Linked DNA regions of Acanthopagrus latus: region 1 is linked to region 2. Evidence: chromatin contacts called from public Hi-C data. All regions are on one chromosome and are shown on one strand. The core of a region is the stretch at or near the end of the contact, and the rest is flanking DNA. Distances in the headings are between cores, read along the strand shown. Region 1 holds the start of LOC119011561 (cAMP-dependent protein kinase catalytic subunit beta). Region 2 holds the start of efcab14 (EF-hand calcium-binding domain-containing protein 14).

Evidence for each region. Hi-C and Micro-C count contacts between places; a contact is called where the count stands out from the background.
Region 1: a contact with region 2 is called in a Hi-C map of muscle, with 3 times the contacts expected there. The contact joins the promoter of LOC119011561 here to the promoter of efcab14 in region 2. A contact is called at or near these places in 2 of 4 Hi-C or Micro-C datasets (both in muscle).

What each region holds. Positions count from the first base shown.
Region 1 is chr21:17,643,165-17,647,067 of fAcaLat1.1, forward strand. LOC119011561 (cAMP-dependent protein kinase catalytic subunit beta) reads left to right here and starts at 1,827. Exons shown (of 10, transcript XM_037084781.1): 1 at 1,827-2,347. The coding sequence starts at 2,302.
Region 2 is chr21:17,466,918-17,470,940 of fAcaLat1.1, forward strand. efcab14 (EF-hand calcium-binding domain-containing protein 14) reads right to left here and starts at 2,471. Exons shown (of 9, transcript XM_037083414.1): 1 at 1,761-2,471; 2 at 919-1,067; 3 at 636-781; 4 at 1-78. The coding sequence starts at 1,936.

The DNA.
Region 1 (3,903 bases), core at 577-3,076, 180 kb after region 2:
TTTTTGAACTTAACATAGAGATTACATATTTTATTTTCATTTCATGGTCAAATCCTTTTAAATGTAGCAATTTTCTGTGATTAATTTCTCTCAGATGTGACAATTCGTTTACTTTTTACCTTTTTTTTTTTTACATTACATTGTTATTATTAGATATCTTATATTGTTTTAACTGAACTTTTTTTGTTAAACTCTATCAAAATATCATCTGTCGTCTATTGTCTATTCCATATGTCAAGTCTTTCAGGCTTAACTTAAATCAATTGAGATGCTGTAAATAAGTTGACTTGATCACATACATATGCAGCTAAACAAAAGTGATTTTGCTAAATACTGAAATTTTAGCCCATGCAGCTCGATTAGTCGTCATAGAAAGACACTTATTTGGTTTGCTCATGAGCTTTCCCTTCTTTAATTTTATCTTAATTTAAACCTCAACTTCAACTAGAGTTAAAAGGCTTGAGCAACACTTTATCTAACCCAGTGTTTAGCGTGTAATGGAGTATATATTTGTGTGTAATTATTTCTATTATTAGTACTTTTACTGAGGTAATCTGAGAACTTGTGATTTGTAATTTGCTTTTCATATTTAATAAAGCCAAACTGATATGTATTGGTTGACTGATATTATTGGCCAATATTGGCGTCTCATGGATATACTGGTTTCAGCTAGGCCTATATGTTGTCTAATATATAGAAATTCATTGAGATGATGATGCAGAAAAAGATGTGTGGGGTAAAAAACAACAACAACCCCAACCCCCATGTAGTCTTTTTACTTTACAATTATGACTATTATGATTATTATGTATTTAATAATTTCAACATTATAGCCCATAAATCTGAGTTTGAGTCTCATAATTGAGATTTTTTAAAAATCCATAACAGACTGTATATCTCTGTTTTTATTTATCAAATTTTATGTCTTAATTTTGACTTTTTTTATTTTATTATCTAGACTTTTGACTTCATATTCACAACATTATATCTGATAATTGTGATTTTTTTAAACCATAGTGATGACCTTTTATGTAATAACCGACTTTATCAAAAAAGTACAACACGGTATCTCATCATTTTCACTTTTAAATCAGAACTATGTCTGTTTATCTCATAGTTTTTGACTTTAATCTCATAATTTTGTCTATATGTCTCATAATTTAGAGTTCTTGTAATCTTTTCATTTCATAATTAAATGTTTTTTTATTAATTTAGACTTTTTACTTCATAATTGTGACCTTGTACATCACAAATGACTTTTTTGAAAACCATAATGACTTTTTTATATAATAACTTACTTTAAAAGTTTGACTTCTTTACATCATTTTGACTTTAAATCTCAATGTTTCACTTTTTATCTAATAATGTGGTCTTTATATCTCATAATTTAGATTTTATTTTAACAGACTGTTGATAACTATGACTTTTTATTTCACAATTTCCACTTTTTTATTTATTATTTAAACATTTTGTCTCAAAATTGCTACCTTTTATATCCTAATTATGAATGTTTTAATCAAAGTATGACTTGTTATCTCATCATTTCGACTTTAATCATAGCTTACACTTTCTATCTCATAATTCGACTTTTTATCCCTTAATTATAACTTACCAAGGTCATATTTTTTCATCAAACAGGGGCCAATTAAAAACATTGTTCGCTCGCTAACGATTAAAATATCAGATCCTGAAGGCATCACGACTGTCAGTCTCAGAGCCAAACAAACACACCTGAGCGCTCAGTTGTTCTCAGTTGCGCCTATTAAACAACTACAAAGCGCAGGTCAAACAAAAACAACGTTATATTTAGCCTCTGGTAAAGTCATCAAACGAGTATTCAAATGTCATCCCATTATCTCTGAATGCAATCGTGATGCCTGAAAAACGCGGAAGCGGGTCAACTTTGGTATCTTCACTCAGACATCTCTGGCCAATCCGACTCCTAACCATGCCGTGAATGCAGCTGAGTGTGGACGGTTGGAGGGGGAAGAAGCAGCAGCAGCAGCAGCCTGGTCCGAAGCACAAGTGACCGCTAGCTTCATGTCAGCCGTACAGATATTACTCAACTAGCAGGAGCGAAAAAAAAAACCTTTCACGGTGAAGACGGAGAGGGAGAGCGAGGGGTCCCGCTGGGAGGGATACGGGACTTTTTATCTCTGTACGTTTGAACCCGACTAAACACTCGTATTAGTTTGTGGTTCACCTATTTTTTTTAAGGAGCTTGGGAGTATCCGCCGTAGGAAGGTTAGCTAGCCACCGCCATCTCCTCTCAGTCGGAGCGACCGCCGTGTTTTCCACACCATGGGGAACGCTGCCACCGCCAAGAAGGGCAACGAGCTAGAGAGCGGTGAGTCCGGGCTGTCATCCGCCCTCAATTGTATTGTTTTTTTTTAATGTTGAATTTAGGTGTTTCACACTCAACCAAAGCCTCTTTTAACGTGGATAGCTAGCTTGTTATAAACTGTCCAGCTACAGTAAAGCAGAGGAGGGCCGTCCCCCGTCCGTCATCCCCCGCACATCTATCCCCACCAGCTACTGCAAACACTCGCCCTGTAGCTGAAGATACATGACCATGTTGGTGTTAATTGTTAAATTATATTTTTTCACGGAAATGTACAGAAAAAGGTGGCCTTGCTATGTTAGCTAGCAGCAACAAGATCTCATGGATGTTGTGGTTGTCTTGGCTGAAAGATGGGGGGGTGGAGAAGGGAGGGAGGAGAGGTGGTGGGGCAACTGACAGGAGTGTTAGGAGCCAATAAAAGCCCATTAGAGAAACGTGAAAGCAGTGCTCATCGACAAATCCCCTACATATCGATGGTTTCACGCGTTTTAAGGCTGTTTTGCATGCCAAGTGGAGCACACGGAAGGATCAGGCTTGGTGACCAGCTAGCCTGCTAACTTTAGCTATGAGGAGGGGGGATTAGCCCTTACAAGGCCCCTGTCATTTCATTGCCTCTTGATGGTGGTAGCTGTTCAGGCCTGCACACAGACCCACTCACAGTTAGCCTCGCCGTGCAGTGCAGTCGCTTCCCATCTAAAAAAAAAAGCCTTAAATATAATGGATTTCCATCTCCATCCTCTCCTCTGTGGTGTCACCTCAACCAGGATGCGTTTATTAGGTGTGTTTTTTGTTCAGCTGCAGCTTCAGTCAAGCACAGCTAGCTGCATCAGACACAAACTTGTGCAATGCTGAATCTTGAATGTGCAGCAATAAACCACAAACCCGTGAGTGCTTGTTTATAAATGGGCAATAAATTTAAACTTGAAGGCAGTGTGGGACTGTTTCTGCCTTGGGCTTCACTGCCACATTTTTATTCTGGGCTGCATAAACAAAGCTTTCCCTCTGTACAGCACTGTGACCAAATATGGTGAAGAAATGACAAATGCCCTCTTTCCATTCATAAAACTGGGACCTTACTACTGTCCTCCCTGCACGCACACACCCTCACGCAAACACACTTGAATTGCGTCCCCGTGTGTTTTATTTAGAGCCCCTTTTCTAATCTTGCCGTGGTAAAGGTCCATCACGGCTCACTTCTCACACTCAGCTCGTCATTGACTGGAGCAGCTTGTCATCAGACCTTCGTCAGAGGATAAGGGGTATTACAAGCTTTCAAAGGTTTGACGTAACTGGGCCTAGGCCGGTGTTACTTTGCGCTCATATACTTTGATGCGTGCAGCTTGTCATCATCGAGCATCCCTGTGTGATAAATCAGACATGTTTCCCTATGCCTGGTTGTAAACATATAAAAGCTGTAGATGGTTATTGATTCATACAGAATTAATTACGTCTGACGACTTAAAATCAGCCCCACCTGCACTGAAATCCTCTCCGCTTTCGTGCATTTTTTTTTTTTTTATAATCTTCAAAAACACGCATATGTGTTCACTTAGTTTGTTTAA
Region 2 (4,023 bases), core at 1,221-3,720:
GGTGGGAAGGCTAATTAAATCAGCAGCTGATTTCAAGTTAGCCTTTAAATGGTTTACAGCAGAGTCCAACAGACTGATCTGCAGGAACAAAGTGACACAACACATTGAGATACATCTCTGAGACGGAATAATTACTCTATCTAGCTCTTCACTTTTTTACTGTAACTTAGTGAATTCAACATTGAGACTATAGGGAGAAATAGAATAAAAATATTGTGCATTTAAGCTTCAAAATTGTATTTTGCAGGAACAACTGCATACTTGCTTGACTGGCTGTTGTATTGTAGGCAAGGTACGAGGATTTGTTTCTCTACATTTTAAATATGTTGTTGCTGTAGCATGTGAAAAATGTACTGCTCGCACTTTCACATTCTTTGTTTACACAAACCCGAGACAACTACGCAAAATTGTTCACTATTCATGCTGACATAATTTCTTTCCTTTGAGTTACTACCAGATGTATATTTCATATTTAACAAGGATTCTCAGCAGTAAAATATCAAAAGTGCATTTACTGAAGTTTGAGAAGCTGAGACAAGATATTGTCTAACAATTTATAATGAGCTCTAGTTCTTGCTTCACTGTGTGAATGTGTTACAATGGCTCCAAAACCCGTATTGATGAAAATAACTAACCTTATGATTAATTTCTGTGAGGTTAGACCAAAGCTTGCTCAACCCCTTGTCCCCATTTTCAAGGTCTTCAAGCTTTCTCTCCTTATTTTTCAGGTCCTCATTTAGTTTTGGTATTTCACTTGATGATGCCTTCTGGCTGGATTCCACTGTTGTAACACATTAGAATATGTTATGAAAGACAAAGAGCTTGATATAAAAAGATATGTTTCCAAAAGGCACAGAGCTTTTATAAATGTCACAAGGTTAATTTGCGTGTGTGTGTGTGTGTGACAATAAGTCTTACTGCTGTGCAGCTTTTCTTTCAGTGCATCTAGATCTTCTTTCAGAGCAATCTGCATCCATATGAGTCCAGCACAGGCCATGACGCAGGCAGCTAGTATGATGAACAGAAACAGGGGGTAGCACACATTGCAGCACTGTGTGTAGCTTCTTCTGTAAGGAGTAGAAACATGATCATGTTAGAGCCTCTTTCATTTTTAATGAAGGAGATATTTTCAGAAGACGGCATGCTGTGTCATGGGAATTATGGGAAAAATGATAAATACTGGTGCTTTGTCATACAGTATTATCATATCATACTCATGCTGAATGTAATATTGATTACTTCTAATTTGGCTAATAAGATACAGAAAAAAAGCCAGACTATGTTCTATGTTCTTAGTGCACAGCCTGTGTTTAATCTGACCACAGGAAAAGAGCAAGTGCATTGATTTGGCGACACTCATATTTTCTCTGTGTGGTTTTAGTCTCACAAACCGTGTTGCTGTAAAATCCTACTCTTTGTTTCAATTTTTTTTTTTTTTTTTTTAAATATGATTCTTCAGCAAGACGTTGAGTGAATGAAAATGAAGCAATAAGTACCAAAATAACCTGGAAAAAAAAAAACAGGTTAACTATATCATTACAAACACATTAGCAAACATGCAAAGTTTAAATGGCTGTTGAATCCAGTGTCCTGTAAACCTGTTGATTCTACCATCTTGTTTAACTCGTTCATATTCAGGTCACCCATACTTTGGGGAGTTAATACGCAGCAAGTTGCAATACTGGCGGTATTGCCTGAACAAAAACACGACCACACTTTATCTTTCACGACAACAAAGCCTTGTTAAAATTTTTACTCACTTCCCAAAGTTAGCTCCGCTGCTCAGGCTGTTGAACTCGTCTCCGTCCGAGCTCGAGTCGGACTCCGAGTCCGGCGGCTCGGTTCGGAGAAGTCGGTGACCAGAGCCCTTTTTAGTCTTCTTCCTCTTGCTGTCCCCGAGTCCGATCAGGGCGTTCAACTCCTTCCTCTTCTTCATCTTCTTCTGAGGGGTCAGCGAACCTGCCGAGCCCGATTTAAATCCGACTAAATCCAAAGTTTTGTCCAGTTTGGTAGATGTTGTCGTTTATGTAGCGGCTAAGCTAACGTTCTCTTGCTAGCTTGAATTTCAACCATGCAAGGTTGCTAACGGATATATACACATCGGACTTCACCGGCTGGGTGTCCTGCTCAGTTACACTTATATATTAATATTAACGTTCAACAGCTGATCAGACTTTCGCTACTCTCCCAAAAAAGCGTCTCCAAAACAACTTTTTCTACTAGCTGCCGGTAATCGCATACCATCCGTTAGCTAACTCTGGTAGCATCTGACACCTTGCTAACGATAGCTAACAACTGCTGTCTGTCGCTACTGTGCTGTCACATCGTCTCGGCGTGGTTTATAACCACCTGTACCGACGTCGCTCAGTTTACAAGCACCGCGAAATGCCTTTAAAAAAAGATAAACAGAGTAAAAACCTATCTATCATAACATCACAATATGCGGCACTGTGTTTCCTGCAATCTGTCCTGCTGTCTGTATTGTTTGGGCTGGGCGTCCAAGTAACCTCGCAGCTGATTGGTTCAAAAAGCAGCTACAACTTCCTGTGCCGTGTTCGGCCGGGGAGCGACAGAGAGCACAACACCACCTGCCAGCGACAGCCTCTTTCTCCACACAGTTACAGCTCAATGTCATGAAGAATTTAATGTAGTGTTAGTAAATTAAATTAGAAAAAGTAGAAAACGGAGATGGCGATATCAGTCATCGATTTAACAAGCTAAAGACAACAAGAAGGACTTCCAGGACAGGTAACCAGCTAAAATTGACAGTGCTCTTTAAATAAAAGTCTTGCTAGGTGCCAAATAGCTAATTGCAAACCTGACTATCTGTAGTCACTCACTGTCAATTTTATTTTATTTTCCCACTTAAAAGTAAATTTAATTAATCTTACAGTATGAATTACACACTTCATTTGAGTGTGTTTATTGTTTTTTTGCATTAAGCTTTTTTCTGCTCATTAAATACCCAGGATTTTTCTTTTCTTTTCTTTAATCATGGAGCTAATTTCAAGGTCCAGTGAAATAATCCCAGTGAAAAGCAGGTCATCTTTAAAGGCGCATTATATAGTTTGGGGAAGAGATTTTGAATAAAAAGAGAAAGACCATCTCCATCTCCACTGACTGACTAAAAAACAACAACATTTCTATATCTAAACAAACTAAATATATAATCTGTTTTCATTTCCATAACTGAATAACAAGACTGTTTTCAAAGCACAATAGAATTTCATACTGTTTGACTGTGTTTATATTTGGCGGACCCTGCCACCTTTCCAGCTGGGGATGTTATTTTCCTCTGGGAACTATTTATTTACTCAGTTATGGAAAAATACTTCTAACTTAGTATTATTACAAATAAAAATTGTTAGTATTAAAATTCTGACTCTGACTTTACCCTCCAAAACTACATTGCACCCCTTTAATGTTAAATATTTTTTTCAAAAAAATTTTTCTGTTTGCAGTATTGGTCTTTCTAGATATGTTTTTCTTTTTTTTTTTTTTTTTTTTTTTTTAGTTATTAACTGATAGGTGAACATGATTTAATCATGGCATCATTTTGAACCTATTTGATACAAACAAAAAGTGCTGAAAAGTCAACACTTTATAATAACCATCATTAATCAATGGTATATTTATAGTTAATAGTTATAGGATTGTTAACAATCAATGATATATTATAAATAACTAATTAAGCAATTGTTAAAATTATGACTAACATCAATTGCATCTTTATGATAGCAATCATAAAAATGTTTATGGATGAGCTAAACAGTAATCTATTAACCATTTCATAAATATCACTTCCTACTTTTCATTAAAACAATCAATACATTGTTTCTGATGCACTTCATTGTTTAACAGTGACGTAACTGTTACCCAAACTTTAATTAGCTGCACTAATGCACTATTTAATAATGATCATAATATCATATTGCTTAACATAACACGTTTAGTTAAAAATGTTACAAACCAGAGTAAAGCAACAAATCCTTTCATTTGAAGAACTTCAACTAGCAAATGTTT